Regions from separate parts of the Mus musculus genome. Here region 1 is linked to region 2. A link is a contact called in public HiChIP or PLAC-seq data. All regions are on one chromosome and are shown on one strand. The core of a region is the stretch at or near the end of the contact, and the rest is flanking DNA. Distances in the headings are between cores, read along the strand shown.

Region 1 (2,700 bases), core at 21-2,520, 220 kb after region 2:
TTTTTTGGCCCTGGCGTCCCCCTGTACTGGGGCATATACAGTTTGGGTGTCCAATGGGCCTCTCTTTCCAGTGATGGCCGACTAGGCCATCTTTTGATACATATGCAGCTAGAGTCAAGAGCTCCGGGGTACTGGCTCACAGTCAGCTATTGGATGGATCACAGGGCTCCCAATGGAGGAGCTAGAGAAAGTACCCACGGAGCTAAAGGGATCGGCAATGGCAATTCTTAGAACAGAAAACACTTAGTTGGACCTGGATTACATTTTCAGAGATTTAGTTCATTATCATCACTGCAGTAGGCTGGCATCTTGAGGAGGAGCTGAGAGTTCTATATCTGGCATGCAGAAGAATTGAAGGAAACATACTTTCTCCAACAAGGCCACACCAATTTCAACAAGGTCATATTTAGTGTCACTCTCTGTGGACCTATGGTGGCCATTTTCATTCCAACTACCATAGCTGTTCTCTGGCTGTGAGGTTAATTTAGCTTAGCCATTCTATGAGCTACTTGAAAATAGAGCTGATGACAACAAGATGTAAAAATATCTTGTATTATCTTGTAAAATTGCAAAATCATCTAAGAAACACAAACAAGAGAGTGAAAATCAGTCAATCGGTTACCTAAATAAAGCATTGAGGGTCATCAAGATGGTTAGTATGTGGTGGTACTTGCTGTCAAGGCTGATGCGCAACTTGAATTTAATTCCTGGGGTTCAAAGATGGAAGGAACTCCTGATGATTGTCCTCCCACCTCCACACACAGGTTGTGGTATGCATGTATAGCCATACACATGTAGAATAAATAAATTTATAAAGAAAATAGTTTATTGAAATGTACACTTTATATTTTCCTTGCTTTCTATTCAGATTTAGGATACCCTTGCCTAGCAGTGAGACTCACTGGTTCTAGTAGTCATCTGCCATAGCCATCAAAAACCTACTCCCCTGGGGTGGACAATCCTTCAGAGATGACACAAAAGTTGACAGAGAAAACAATCAAGTCCAACTTTAGACCTTAGTAAGAGAATTCTCCTGAAGTGATCAGTTTCAACCCTTTCCTAGGTTTTGATATTTTTCTCTCTGGTTGGTCCTCTTGCATGTCTATATGGGCATTTGTAAAACAGCTTATAGAGAGGAAAAAATGCAGCTCCCTGTTACCCGTCCACACCCACTGATACTGGAATTCCATGTGGGCTAGACTGGAGGACGAGGGAAGTCACTGACTAACTTCTGCTACCCCAGAGCAGTCTGACCAGAAGAGAAGATAGAACAGAGCGGGCTGTTAGTGCACATTGGAATTCCACAGGATTCCAGAACCATGAGCCGATGGTTTAGTAACTATAACAGTGTTATCAAACACAAACATACAAAGCTTTCTTTTCCAAAATGAGTCTACAAACACAGGGATTTCCTCCCCTGGGCTGTTTCCATCGGGGAGAACTCTGATAGGAAGGAAAGTCTAAACAGTGAGTGGCAACACAGAACAAGGGCATGAAGACTCAGCATCATGCCCTGCATGATCCTTTCCTTCCAGGGACTCACTAATTTTATGACTGCAGTGACTCATCTCCACCCCCATGCCTCAGTTTACAAAAACACACTGGTAAGATACCACCACCAAGACAAATTATAGCTTCGTTGACCTCTGTCATTTGTCATGAGGCAGTCACACAAGAAACATAGCAGACAAGATATAACCCTTTCAATCTATCATAACTTTAAAGAAGTATTTATAAAAGGTCAAAAAGACAGGTAACACCTCAGTGCTACAGGTGCCAGTGGAAAATGACTGTTATAGAGGTTGGCTTGGCAACTTACATTATGTAATCAGGTAATTATGTAATCCTGCCATTAAGCAAATTTGTGCGGGAGGATCTCCTTGAGTTGGTGGCTAGCCTGAGTTTCTGAGTCCCAGGCCATTTAGGGACACAGAGTAACACCCTGTTTCAAAACAAACACAAAACTCTTAATCAATCAATAGAGAAATAAATAAAAGACATAGATAGAAAAGGAGAAAAGAAAAGGAAAAATGAAGAAAGAATAGAGTGATTGTAGAATGGAAAGGGAGGACTTCCTGTGATGGACAGCAGTGACCTCAGATGTGTGACAAACTCTGGATTCTATGCCTATAATGAGTGATTGTTGTGCTAAGCTACCTCTCAATAAAAAATGTGATTGCCCTGTGTCACTGGGAGTAAGGCATAGTCCTATCCAAGTCTTATCATGTCTGGCCCCTTGTCTCTCCTGCAACACTTTGCTGGTCTTCCTTGGTTTTCCCTGGTCTTCACTTTGCAGAAAGAAATGTGCCAAAGTCCTTCTCTTGGTATTCTGGCTGATTCCGCTGACTCATGCTGATTCGGTGGAGGGGGCTGGGCAGGGCTTGTAGTTTCTGCTGGATAGAGGACTGCTACTGATTCATGTTTGTTGTTTGCTATTGGACTGGACTGCTGGTATCCTGACACTGAAGAGTGAAATCACTGCCAAAGAACTACTTCTAAACTGGCCCACCAAACCCTGTTCTTATGAACCTTCTTTTTCAGTCGCTGAACTAGAAGGGAGGTTGAAGTGTTCAAGAACCCTAAATAAAGTAGATTTAGAGAAAAATCTAAGCCTACAGCTAGGTTTCCATTACCAGGCATGATTTACCTCTTGTTGAGTGGTTCTTAAGTCAAATTAGAGAGCTGTTGGTTCCTGTCAAG
Region 2 (2,759 bases), core at 25-2,524:
CAAGAATACTTAGTAATGGACTAAATTAATGCTGTATTAATTTAATTTTAAAAGTATATATACACACACATATATGTGTCTATCTATCTATCTATCTATCTATCTATCTATCTATCTATCTATCTATCTATCTATATTTCCTCCACATACAGGCTTGGCTTTGGGTGAGTTCATCTATAGTTGATAAATAATTAAGTACAGATCAAAGAACAGGAGATTTATGTTATTTGAGATCTGCAAGGCCCCTCACAGCACAAGTATCATCAACATACACATGCTATAGTAAGCTACAACTGGTGTTTCATGCGACTCTTGTTCGTGAGCACTTAGATGCCTCACAAAATACGTCCTGTTAGCCATTGTTCTTGGGTTCAGAATGGCTTTTGAAAAGTCCCTGAAGATTCTTGTCTTTCTTTCATGCATTTGAACATCTGCAGTGAACATTCTGCATATCAGTGTCTTATGGGACTGTCCCAGCATGGTCAAGGAGTGGACCACTGTAAGCTTGAAGAAGATCAGCTCATGTTTGGCCAGATTTAGATCCATTGGTAAGAGCAGATGTTGGTGGGGTCATTAACATTTTCTTTTTGGTCCTTGCCTTGGCAGAGACTTAGGACCTCTGACACCTCACTCTTGCTACTTTGTCCTCTGAAGAAGCCCAGTCTCAGGGACCTCTTCCCAACTGGCTTTAATAGACATATGAAGTGCTTTATGGAAGGCAAAGGACTACTTTCCTGAGTACACCTGTTAGGGCAATATGCTTAATTTTATATATTCATGGGTCTGAGCTCAGTGCTTACATGTGCTATGAGTGTTTGGGTGATATTTACTTTTAAGTTGGTAGACTTTGACCAAGAATATTGCCCCATAATATTGGTGGGTCTCATCTAACCAGTTAATGGCTTAAATGGAATAAAATTATGACCCTAGGCTGTTTTTTTGCATTTAAACTGTAAGTTTTTTTTTTCCTCCCTAGCTCTTCAGGTTGGTGATCTTGAACTTAAACTACAACACTGGTCTTTTGCCTCATTTTTCAGCTTGACTGTCTATCCTGAAGATTTGGGACTTTCTAGTCTCCAATACCATTAATGGTATTGAGGCAAATGTGCTGGCACACTCTCTGTAATCCTAGAATGAAGGAGGCAGAGTTACAAGGATTCTAAGTTTTAGTCCAGCCTGGGCTTTAAAGCAAGACCCTATGTTCCAAACTACACAGGGACAGAGCTCATTTTTCCCTCTCTGTACATGTTCTATTGGTTCTGCTTTTCTGGAGAACCATGACTAATACACAGGGCATGACTACCTATGTTTATTTAGTGCAGGATGTGTGTCAGGCATTCTATACATATTAACTCAGAATTTGCAGGCAAATTAGAAGCAACAGAGCTCCAAAGAGGTTAAAGAAGATGTTCTTAACTAATTGGTTATTTTTCTGTTGTTCTGTCTCTCTGTTCTTGTCTTACAAGGAAAGTAACTGAAATCATGAATCTATTGCTTTTTTTGTTGTTGTTGTTTCTACTTTCTTCAAACTCTTCTTAAAGTTGGTCTTTTAATTATACTATCAAAATGCTTTCTAGACCAGGCTATAGCTCTGTGATAGAACATTTGTCTGTGTGTGAAGGACTGACTTCAATCCTCAGCACTGAAAACAATTCTATTAAAATCATCATCATCTTCATCTTCATCTTCATCTTCATCATCTTACTTCTTCACTTTACATCTTGCTGACTACCCCCTTCTGGTCATCCCCTTTCACAATCGTTCTATCCCCCAAACCCCTTCTTCTCTGATCAGGTGGGGCCACCCTGGGTATCCCCGACACTGACACATCAAGTCTCTGTGAGACTAGGCTCATTGTTTCCTATTGAGGCCAGATGAAGCACCCTAGCTAGAAGAACATATCAAATGAACAGGCAATAACTTTTGGAATAGCCCCCACTCCAGTTGTTTGTGACCCACCTGAAGACCAAGCTGCTACATATGTGCTGGGGACAGGAAACTATGTCCAGCCCATGTATGCTCTGTGGTTGGTGGTTCAGTCTCTGAGAGCCCCAAGGGACCAGTTTAGTTGATTCTCTTAGTCTTTCTGTGGAGTTCCTATCCCCTAATGGGCAGCAATCTTTCCTCCTATTCTTCTGTAAGAGTCCCTAAGCTCCATCCACTATTTGGGTGTGAGTGTCTGCATCAGCTGCTGGATGGAGCCTCTCAGGGCAGCAATGCTATTCTCCTGTCTGAAGCATCATAGAGTATTATTAATACTGCCAGGGAGTGGTGCTTGCCCACGGGATGGGTCTCAAGTTGGGATGGTTATTTGTTCCCCCAGACTCTGCTCCATTCCCTGTCCCTCCATAACTTGTAGACAGTTTAAATTTTGGGTTGAAAGTTTTGTGGGTGGCTTGGTATTCCATTGGGGTTCCTGCCTGGCTGCAGGAGGTGGCCTCTTGAGGTACCGAATCCCCAATGCTGTGAGTCACAGCTAAGGACAAGGACATCCCCATTGATTCTTGGGTGCCTCCCTTATCCTAGGTCTTTCACCCTGGAGATGCCCACTACTTCCCCATACCTGTCAGTTGCAGATTTCCATTCATTCTCAAGGGATTCTGACCATCCTTCCTGTTGATCCCCATATCTGATCCAGAACCCCTCTATCTCCTTCCCCACCCCCTCTTCTTTCTAGTTTCCTCCCTCTTTCTGCCTCTTATTACTTTTTTATTCCCCCTTCTAAGTGAGAATCAAGCACTCTCACTTGTACCTTCTGT

What was found. HiChIP or PLAC-seq counts read pairs in DNA pulled down with a chosen protein or histone mark.
Region 1: a contact with region 2 is called in a FOXA1 HiChIP or PLAC-seq map of pancreatic cancer cells. The contact joins two enhancer-like sites. A contact is called at or near these places in 2 of 115 datasets of contacts at active chromatin or transcription factors (embryonic stem cells and pancreatic cancer cells).

The regions. Positions count from the first base shown.
Region 1 is chr1:150,026,056-150,028,755 of GRCm38.p6, reverse strand. No RefSeq gene overlaps it. Among named protein-coding and RNA genes, the nearest start is that of Pla2g4a, 66 kb to the right of the region's middle. Within about 2 kb of position 1,270, at least 36 of the 459 cell types and tissues checked have an H3K27ac peak or open chromatin away from gene starts, as enhancers often do. A contact at or near this core is called in pancreatic cancer cells, where this site is marked.
Region 2 is chr1:150,246,511-150,249,269 of GRCm38.p6, reverse strand. No RefSeq gene overlaps it. Among named protein-coding and RNA genes, the nearest start is that of Pdc, 72 kb to the left of the region's middle. Within about 2 kb of position 1,274, at least 12 of the 459 cell types and tissues checked have an H3K27ac peak or open chromatin away from gene starts, as enhancers often do. A contact at or near this core is called in pancreatic cancer cells, where this site is marked.